3 separate regions of the Mus musculus genome follow, and regions 1 and 3 are each linked to region 2. Evidence: chromatin contacts called from public HiChIP or PLAC-seq data. All regions are on one chromosome and are shown on one strand. The core of a region is the stretch at or near the end of the contact, and the rest is flanking DNA. Distances in the headings are between cores, read along the strand shown.

Region 1 (3,296 bases), core at 350-2,849, 250 kb after region 2:
CCCCAGATGAGAGCAGGTGACACCCTGACCTTGCTGTAGTCCTGGGTCTCTCTACCACGTGCACATTTGGGGTTTGGTTTGGTTGTTGCTGGTTTTGTCTGTATTGAGTCAACATTTTGCTCTGTAGCACAGGCTGGCCTTGAACTTGTAGCAAGCCTCGGCATCCTAAGTACTAAGATTACAAGGACGTAGAGTTTTAATGGTATTCCATATAAACTTTTCTTCTCATTTGTTAAGGCTTTATTTTTTTTTTCCATGTGTAAGTGTGTATGTGTGGTTCAAATAAGAATGGCCCCATAGGTTCATATATTTGAAGTGCAGGAAGTGGTGCTTTTTGAAAGGATTAGGAGGTGTGGCCTTGTTAGAGTAGGTGTGGCCTTATTGAGGTAGGTGTGGCCTTATGGGGTAGGCGTGGCTTCAGAGGAAGTGTGTCACTGGCTTGGGCTTTGAGGTTTCAAAAGTCTATGCCAGGCCCACTGTCTCTCTCTTCCTGTTGCCTATGAATCCAGATGTAGAGTTCTCAGCTCCTTCTCCAGCAGCAGGTCTGTTTCCATGGCACCATGCTCCCCACCATGATGAGAATGGACTAAACCTCTAAGACCATAAACAAGCCCTGGTTCAATACTTATTTTTATGAGTTGCTGTGGTCATGGGGTCTCTTTGCATCCATAGAACACTGCCCGTGTGAGTGTATGCACATATCTGCGGGTGTAGATGGATGCCAGAAGATGGCAGACACCCAGAGGCTGGAGGGTCAAGCTTCTGAGTTACCTGACTTTTGGGAACCAAACCAAGTGTGCTCCTCTCTTCAGTGAGCCATCTCTCCAGCACCTCTCTTTTATAGTAAGACACCAATTGAAATTAGCACTTGGGATAATTATACATAAACGACAAACCATAAACCAGTTTTTGTTTCAATGAAAGATTAAATCAAACTGAGTTAGTTTATTTTGAGTTTGTGGTCAGTATCCAAATCTATTTTTAACCTCTAATATTCCATGAAATGTGATCTCTGGACAGCAAACAGTGTGTCTTTTCTGTCCTGTGCAGACGGCACTCTTATGGGACAGAACCTCTTTATTTTGTCAGTGTGGTGGCCAGAGCCAGGGAAGGGGTTCAGGCAAACCTTCTTTAGAGCCTGTTTCTGGGCTAAATGTTAATTAAGCTTGAACCCTCTTTGATCCTGGAGGGGCTAGGCTTCGATGAGAGAGGGCAGTGGAGAGAAAGAGCCATTTGTGGAATAGTTAAGGATGTAAGTTCCCTCTGTGTTATGCCAGCTTTCTGCATGATCTCAGGTGTCTCCCATCCACCCCAGGCCTCAGTTTCCCCACCTGTGGGAAGGAGGATGGGGCCAGATCCTCTTTAAAGAACTTCACTGATCCCACATGCCATCTGACTTCGACTTTGCTGTGTGTGCCAGTCGGAGCCTGAGAGGAGAAAGATCCCTGGCGGAGGGAAGGGAGGGTTTATTCTGAGACATAGATGACTAAGAGGAAAATTGCTAATAAGGAGAGAAAGAAGGCTGGCCCTTGCACAGACCTAGATTGTTATAGAGCTGTGGTGGCCTTGCCCTGTGACTTGCCAGCACACACCCGGCAGCAGCCACTGAATGCTGCATTATGGTGCTGGAACACCCTGCGGCAGAAGTGGCTATTTGCAGAGTCCATCAGAGCAGTCGCAGGGAGTGAGCAGCCAGAGCTGTCAGCTTTCTCCAGGCATAGTCAGACTGTGTCTAGCACAGAGACCTCCCAGGGAGACCAGAGCAGAGGAAATCAGGTTGGAAATTCACTGGCAGCCCACACTTGACCCAATGGAAAGTGCTGACCTGAGTAGAGGGAACGTCACAATTTGGTAAGGCCAGCCAGACTGTGGTGTTCAAACAAACACGCTGGAGCAAGGTTACCTCCTATCCCATGCTGCTCTTAATGCAGGGCACCAGCATACAGCTTCCGTGGAGAAGATAGAATCCCTGGTCCCTGTCCTCACGGAGCTCGCAATCCAGTGAGAAGAGCAGAAACAGCAATGTGGCCATGTTCCAGTTTGCCAGATGCCATTCTTGATGTAGATGGGCATGAGGGGCATAAACAACCCAGAACTTGATTCTGGTGGATGGTATATGATTAACTGTGATGACCAACTTGCCCTGATTCAGCAATACCTATGAGATGGGATGATAAGGTTGTGTTCTTCTATGGTCTGTTTCAGGATTGCAGCCTGGGAGGTTTAGGGGCTCTACTGAGTGGACTCTGTTAGCATTTTGTCTAAGCTCCGCCCCACAGTTGCCTGCCAACAGCCAGGTGTGCCTGACTCACTATAAAAGGGGCTGCTTGCCCCTTCTGCTCTCTTTTGCTTTCTTGCCTTCCTGCTCTCCCTCTGTCCTCTTGTCCCTTCCCCCTCACTTGCCGTTTCCTCCCCTCCCCCTTTCCATGTACTCACGGCGGTCTCTCTAAGCTCCCCCCTCTCTCCTACTCTCTCAACTCCCCTCCCCATGTATTCCGTCCTGTGGCTGGTCCCTCAGGGGGAAGGGATGCCTCAGCATGGGCCCTCGGAGGTATCCCTATGCCCCACACCTGACCACACATCCACCAAACATATTCCTCTCCCCTTTTTATAAAACACAACAGACTCAACTCTTGATCCATTCATAGTACGATGGCACTGTTGGGAGTGGGTAAGAGGTATAGGTAGTTGCCTACTATAGGTATAGGAAGTACATCACTGGGGTATGACCTTGGAACTATTTTACTTGACATCTTCCTTTTTTCTATTGCTTCCTGGCTGCCACGGTGTGAGCTGTTTTGCTTCTCCATGCCTTTGGGACCCAGATGGACCTCTAAAAGAATAGGAGTGTCTCCCCAATTCTGGGTATTTTTGTAACAGCTCTACCAAACTAATCTGTAGGAAGGAGAAAAGGTGCACAAAGACAAAGAAATGTTCCCTGAGTTTTGGAAGATAATGAAGATTTCCCAAGGTAAAAGAGGAACAGTCAACAGCCTTCAGAAGCCAGGGGAGAGGCAACGCATGGCTGATGGAGAGGAGGAACCAGCCAGGCTAATACTGTGATCACAACTGACAGGTATTGTCTTTTACTCAGCTAGTAGTAACTTGCCCCAATAGCTATGGAAACTCATACTGTAAGCATATGAACTTACAGTCTGAACTGTTACTGGCTGGCCAGGACCCCTATGTCCCAGAGATGCTTCTTATAGAGCTGGTAGAAGGGCTTTGGAGCTTCTGTACTTAATTATGCAAGCTGATATTCTTTTAGACTCCGAATATTCACTCGGATCATGTAT
Region 2 (3,094 bases), core at 412-2,911:
GAGTTCGAAAAGTCCTACCAGGGTCTACAGAATCTGAGCTGTGGAAGATGCAAATGGCGATTGGGCAGGTCCGGGGGCGGGGGGGGGGGGGGGGCTCACAAGTGAGTGCTATGGGGTAGTGAGAGCAAAGGCTGTGTGTGTGGGATAACCTGAACTACATCTAGACACCGAGGTGACATTTACAGGTCCCAAACTTCTGGCAGATGGTTTCACCTAAGTCTCTTTAATGATAAACCAGGTGCTGGGTGTGGTGGCACGCTCCTGTAAGTTTCAGGGTCAACCTAGGCTACATTAGTAAGACCCTGACTCAAAAAAAAAAAAAAAAAAAAAGCGCGAACTTTGAACCTTGGTCTGTGGGACCTTCAAGTCTGATGAAAGCTGCGGGCTTGTGTGGTCTCAGAATAGGTAGATGCAGATCGGGGTGGGGATGCACGCAGCAACAGCTGCAGAAGTCATGTAGAGTTCACACACGCCCAAGGGAAGCCAAGGTTGGAGTGCTCAGCCTTCCCATGGGGACAACACCCACCACAGTCACAGTCCCCCGCCTTTTTTAAAGTGTGTGGTTATGTGGGTGTGCATTTGTCCGCGCAGGCTTCCAGCTGTTTGCTTCTATCTGTACAACGACTGCCAGAAGGAACTGCGACCTAGACTTTTGATCCAGTCAATAAACACACGGGAGCTGGGCCTGGCCACAGTGGTCAGACTCAGAAGCGAGACTCTAGATGAAGGGACAGTAACGATAAAAGCCTTCCCCTCACCCCTCCAGTCTTTCTGGCAGTTCGTGTCTGAATCTAAAAGCCAGAAGTGGCACCGTCTCTAACGAGCAACTTCTCTGGTTTTCTGCTTTGTAACTAGGAGCATCACCAGGAGTTTGAAGCCACAATGAATTCAGACTAGTTTGGATTACAGATACCCCCTCCCCCCCCCCCCCCCCGGTCTAAAAAAAGCAAAGAACGCACAAGGAACACAGGGTGTGTAGGTATCCGCCGTGGTGATGTATCCCCCACCCCTCTGTCCCCCCTCAATGGACAAGCATCGGAGCCTCTGCTGCTGTACGCCTAGGTAGCCAAGGGTTAACCGGCGTCCCCCTCCCCCCTCCGCCCCCGCCGGGCTGGGCAAGGCGGGAAGGCGGCGCGCCGGGTGCCAAAGTCGGAACCTGCTCTCGGCAGCTCCCCGCGCTGCCTTGACTCACCGCCAGGCCTGGCGCGGCCGCCGGCTGTGGAATGTGTGAGCGCCATGTGTCACCGCCCCAGACTGTGGGAAAACGCTGCTCCGCTCACCTCCCAGCAGCTGGCCCGCGCCCGCCCGCCCGGGAGCCGGGAAACAGGAGCCGCCCGCCTGGGAGGCCGCCCGGGGCCACTTCCGAGCGCGCGCCGCCTCTCCGCCCACACGCCGGTCCCTGCCGGCGACCCGGGGCTGCGGCGCCACCCGCAGCGAGTGGCCCAGCACGCCCTTCTTTTGCCCCCGCTGGCCTTATGCATCCTCCTGCTCCACCAGGCCGGCCTTAGACACAGAGAGCCCCTGTTCTGAGAGCTCCTGGGCGGTGACCTCTTTCCGGGAAAGGGCCAGAGAACTGAGGGCTATGCAGGGGACTGACCTCATGGGGTTGTGTGACAGCTCCAGTCTGGACCTTGCCAGCCCTGAACAGGAGGTTCCACTCTGCCTGACCCTTCCCCCGGAGAGCTAGGCAAGAGCCCTGCACCTCAACGCGGGGGCAGCCTCCCCTCTAGTCATTGGATGAGAGTCACATGGGTCCAGAAGTCAGCCAGGGACAAGGTTTCCAATGCCTAGCCATGCAGGGAGATGTAGGCAAAGTCACATTCTGGGTGGCAGCCATGCAAGACTGGAGACAGCGCAGTGCACCTTGTTCCGAGCCTGGCTCTCCACTCCGTGGCCAAGTGTCTCTTCAGCCAAGGCTCCTTGTGGTGTCGCTGCCTTCCAGGGCAGTTGGGACGAAATCAGATGGGGGTGGGGGCAAACCTCGGGGTCCAGGGATCCAGGGTCTTCACCTAGCATCAGCCTCTGCTGCTTTCTGAGGGGTCGAGGTGTGTGTGTGTGTGTGTGTGTGTATGCCACCCCCGTAGGAGGCTCGGGACCTGGGTGGGGTCTCTGCTGTACCCAGCTCTCCTCCAGCATGATCTGTTTCTGTTTTTTCTCCCTGCCTGTTCTTCACAGTGGGCGATGAGGTCTCACTTCTGTGGTTCTTCCCAGGCTAACCTAATCCAGTTCAACAGCTGCCTCTCCTGAAGTCCCCATGCACTTGATTTCTGTCCCCGCTCTGTACCGGTCATGGCCTGCCTAACTAGTCTTTCTCTCTCCTGCAACTTCTTATTCAAAGACGGGCTACCCTTCTATGTACCCCCCCCCCCCCATGAACAACACTGAATTCTGCATGTGACAGCCACTCTGCAGATTGAGTGCACCCCCACATGAACACTTGTCAATACCATTTATCACAGGTTCAGAACCTCATTGCCCAGACATGTGACCTCGGTCAGGCTAATCTTGCCATCTCAAATCTCTCCCCTCACCTGCAGAACATAAATCTGAGTAGGGTGTGGTGCCACAGGCCTATGATCCCAGCACGTAGGAAGCAAGAAGATCACAAGTTTGAGGCCAGCCTCTGCTTTCTATTGGGGAATCTAATGAAGAAGAGAGGGAGGAGGAAGAAGAAAAGAAAAAAAGGGGGAAAAGAATGCATTCGGTGGTATTTGGTGCGCTATAAGCTTTGAATAATGAAACTCCAGTTAACGACAGGATGCATCATGGCAGTGGTTCTCAAAAGAGTATGTCATCTAGTGACACCTTACCCATCTTACTTTGTATAAGTGCACTCTATGAAGTTCCCATAATGATAAGGTCAGTGAGAGATCCCTGTCATTAATCCATATACAATTGCTAAAATACCATAGACTGGCGGCAGACATTGACTGACGCCCAGTTCTGGATGTTGAAGTCAAAGAATAAGGCACAGGTGACTCAATTCCCCTGAAGTCCCTCTTCCTTGGCTTATAGGCAGTTTGTAGATAGTCTTCGCTTTTTGTGGATTCTTCTTTTTCCCATCCTTTATTCCTCCACCCCCTTTTCACTACCT
Region 3 (3,575 bases), core at 512-3,011, 150 kb after region 2:
TCGTGGCATTTCTAAATTTATGCGGCAGCTTAGCTCTCAGAGAACTGGGATATACTGTAGGCCCGTGGACTGTGCCACTAGATGGGCATGGGACTGGTGAGGTGGGGCATGCTCAAACCCCAGGAATCTCAGAGATCAGAGACTGTAGAAGTTGGGGCTTCTCCCTCCCTGCTCAAATGCCTGCTCTGGAGCACATAACCACAGCACTCAGATAATATGCCCAGGGCCCTCAGTTATGTAGCACACCATCCGGAAAGCCTCTCCATGCTAATGAGGCATTTCAATAGCCTTAGCCTTCAGCCAATGACCTTTCCTCCCTGGATATTCTCACAACCTTACCCAAAATTATATAATCAATCCCTAGTTCACCCTGAATAAAGTGTATTCATTTATATCTACCCCCAATAAAGAAATATGAACAAGCTAAAATAACAGCTGCTTCTTTAAGGATTGCCATGGGGAGGGTCTTTGCTTAAAAGAGCCGTTACACTAAGTTTCCCTAAAGAAGACCTTCCCTCTTCTGCCACCCCTGTGGCATTTGCTCCCAGCCTGGAATCCTGCCCATCCTCGACTCTACGTTCCCCTTCTGGCCTGGTGTGCAGCAGTGTCTGATGCCTGGAAGGGAGGCAAGGACCCAGATGAGAATTGGGTATTTAATTTTAAGAATAATTGGAGGTCATTTTAGGATTAGAGGTGGACCATGTCACCATCAGGACTCTACTTTTTCCCAGGAACCTTGACATGGTAGACTGTGTGGACAGAAGGGGTGAGGGTTTCAGTTGGAACAATTCCAGCCCAAGATTAACTATGGGTAAAGTGCCTGTACCACCACTACCATCACCCTACCACCAGGCAGAAAGATCTGGTCCATCAGGGAAATGAGGCACACTTTCTCCAATAGCCAGCCAAAGGTGGCATTCTGTTTGTGTCACAGGGATGGCAGAATACCTACTATATGGTGAACATAGGTATGTATCCCTGTCTCAAGAAGGAAGTACTTAACTCCTCTATGGGGCTCAGTGTCCCCTTAAAGGGCTAGCTTCTAAATAATAACTTTTAATACATTGTGGTCCCATGTTCTGAATCTCCACTTGTGGCACCTGGACACCACCGATACACTGGCTCAGGGAGGGGAGGACTGGGCAAAGTCTGGGATGGGGAGTCTGCAGTCTTTGCCTCCCTTCCAGGCGTCAGACACTGCTGCACACCAGGCCTTAACTAGTCTCAGTTGTGATTTCCAATTGTTTTCTGCATGTATTCTAGTATTCTTGGCTGCATTTCTTCCTCTTCCTCCTCCTCCTCCTCAGATAGGGTCTCATGCAGCCCAAGTAGTTTTGAACTCCTTGTGTAGCTGAGGCTAGTCCCAGACTTGGAATCCTCTGGCCTCATCTTTAAAATGTAGCAGCTAAGGATGCATGCCCCCAGTGGTTGCTTTTTCATAGCACTGCACAATGCTTTCCACATTTCTTGAAGACTTCCTGTCTTCATCTATTCTTTCCTCTTGTTCCTTCTGTTTGGTGGAAACATTTTCCCAACCAAGTGAAGCTCAGGAGGGGTCTTGAATGGTGGCCAGGGAGTCTTCCGTCATCTGCACTCACAGCTTTGAAGATCACCCTTGAGTTTTCAAGACCCACCTTCAACCTCAATAGGCTTAAGACATCTCCCAGTAAATCTTTGTGCTTTTGCTCATTCTCCATGTGCGTCAGTACTCTTAGACATACAGCCTTTCTGTAGGTCTCATTCTAGTGAGACTAAAAGTCTTTTGAAGATAAGATTTGATCTTTCCTTTCCTGTGTTATGCACACAGTGCTCTCTCACGGAAGAGCAAAGTTTGTGCATCTGCTGCATCAAGCAATGACTCTAAACAAAGGAGGGACCTTTCCACAGATCGCCTTCTCCTTCTAGCTTCTTTTTAGGTCAAATAGACCTGCCACAAAAAGGAATGATCTTGGCTAGGAGTGGTAGTAAATGCCTTTAATCCCAGAACTCAGGAGGTAGAGATAGGTGGATCTGTTTGAGTTAGAGGCCAGCCTAGTCTACAGAGGGAGTTCCAGGCCAGCGAAGGCTACATAGTAAGACACTGTCTAAAGAAATTGAAATAAATAACTACGTAGATAAAAAAGGAATGATCTTTGGGGTCATAATAGAAAACCAGTCTTAAGCATAAACTGTTGGATCAAAAACCTAGTGTGTTTCCAATCACTTTCACCATGCAATGGCTCTCATGCTCTGCCCACATGGAAACTCACGCTGTGGTTGCTGAAAGTTGATTTCTGTGGCCACCGCTTACACATAACGAAGGATATCGCGTGTGGTTATTTTAGATCTAGGAAAGTCAACCTTGAAAGCTTCAAACCTATTCAGCCAATCTCTACTTAGGAAAAAAAAAAAAAAAAGAACAGATGGAGTTGTTTCTTCAAAGCATTTGATTATCGAGCACACATTTTACGGGACCTCAAGGGTCACTGAGGTTCCTGTCTTATCACTCGAGCTGCATTCCTGAACCTGTAAAAGAAATGAGCTGCTTAGCGTGTTCCTTTGTAGCTGGCCCCCACGCCTTTGGATCTACCTGTTTTCAGGATGCCTTTGGGCAGCCATAATGAAAGGATATTTTCCTATACGGTATGGAGGCTAGTCTCCTCACAACAGCTTGGCAAGGAGAAGAATAAAATCTATTTTACATCTCCTGAATGACTCTAATTGGGTTTTGAAGACCAAACAATTCCCTTCAGTACAGCTGGGGCTTTGGGTAGCCCCAAACCAATTAACTCAAATTATATAATTTCCCCCCACCCCCACCCCTGCTCCCTAAACTTGACTTGCCTAGTTAGCAGTGAGGGGAATTAGTTCAGATGCCTCTGCTGCCTGGCACAATGAGCGAACTCAGCTGTGGGCCAGCCAGAAGCATCTTGCCTGTGGAAAGGAATAAAGGCACACTCGAGTTGAGTGGCCGTGTCCTTGGTATGGCTCTCTCCTCCTTCTACAGTGTAATTCCAAATTTGGCATAAATATATTAATGGATTATGGGAGAGAGGAAAACATCCGAGCCTTTGAATGGGAGCAAGCAAGCTTGCTCTTGGAAATGTGCAAGGCTCATTACGGCACCTAGATTTGTGAGGTGGCGGCCAGAGCCATGGGAACTGTCTGAGGAGGACTCTTAGCAGGTGTGCGCCTGCACTCCAGTGGTTGTTTGAAGGCACAGGCGTGATATTGAGAGTAGATTTCCTCTTTCTTCTTGTGTGATTTGAGATTGAGATGAGAATAAGAGAAATGATAAAATCCTGTGACAATTCTAAGTATGGATCTATCTTCCATATTATACCATTATTTACTTGTTTTATGTATGTGAGTACACCATCACTGCCTTCAGACATACCAGAAGAGTGCATTGGATCCCATTACAGATGGTTGTGAGCCACCATGTGGTTGCTGGGAATTGAACTCAGGACCTCTGGAAGAATAGTCAGTGCTTTTAACCACTGAGCCATCTCTCCAGGCCTATCTTCCATATTAAAAGTACAATGATCTTAAAGTCAGAACAAGAGTCTGACTGTAGGCCGAAAATCTTTTGCAAA

What was found. HiChIP or PLAC-seq counts read pairs in DNA pulled down with a chosen protein or histone mark.
Region 1: an HNF4G HiChIP or PLAC-seq map of pancreatic cancer cells shows a contact between it and region 2. The contact joins the enhancer-like site here to the promoter of 4632428C04Rik in region 2. A contact is called at or near these places in 1 of 39 promoter capture datasets (the 3T3-L1 cell line), 1 of 15 datasets of contacts at CTCF or cohesin (the NIH/3T3 cell line), 6 of 484 Hi-C or Micro-C datasets (B cells, brown adipocytes, embryonic fibroblasts and 3 more) and 8 of 115 datasets of contacts at active chromatin or transcription factors (embryonic basal ganglia, embryonic limb bud, embryonic stem cells and 5 more).
Region 3: a contact with region 2 is called in an H3K4me3 HiChIP or PLAC-seq map of the SCID.adh cell line, with 10 read pairs. The contact joins the enhancer-like site here to the promoter of 4632428C04Rik in region 2. A contact is called at or near these places in 4 of 484 Hi-C or Micro-C datasets (the G1E-ER4 cell line, cerebral cortex, liver and 1 more), 8 of 115 datasets of contacts at active chromatin or transcription factors (the SCID.adh cell line, craniofacial prominence, differentiating embryonic stem cells and 5 more) and 1 of 9 other capture datasets (adipose tissue).

Annotation. Positions count from the first base shown.
Region 1 is chr16:29,753,359-29,756,654 of GRCm38.p6, reverse strand. No RefSeq gene overlaps it. Among named protein-coding and RNA genes, the nearest start is that of Gm46567, 59 kb to the left of the region's middle. Within about 2 kb of position 1,599, at least 47 of the 459 cell types and tissues checked have an H3K27ac peak or open chromatin away from gene starts, as enhancers often do. A contact at or near this core is called in pancreatic cancer cells, where this site is marked.
Region 2 is chr16:30,007,234-30,010,327 of GRCm38.p6, reverse strand. 4632428C04Rik (RIKEN cDNA 4632428C04 gene) reads right to left here and starts at 1,661. Exons shown (of 3, transcript NR_033631.1): 1 at 1,598-1,661.
Region 3 is chr16:29,854,592-29,858,166 of GRCm38.p6, reverse strand. No RefSeq gene overlaps it. Among named protein-coding and RNA genes, the nearest start is that of Gm32740, 4.2 kb to the left of the region's middle. Within about 2 kb of position 1,761, at least 9 of the 459 cell types and tissues checked have an H3K27ac peak or open chromatin away from gene starts, as enhancers often do. A contact at or near this core is called in the SCID.adh cell line, where this site is marked.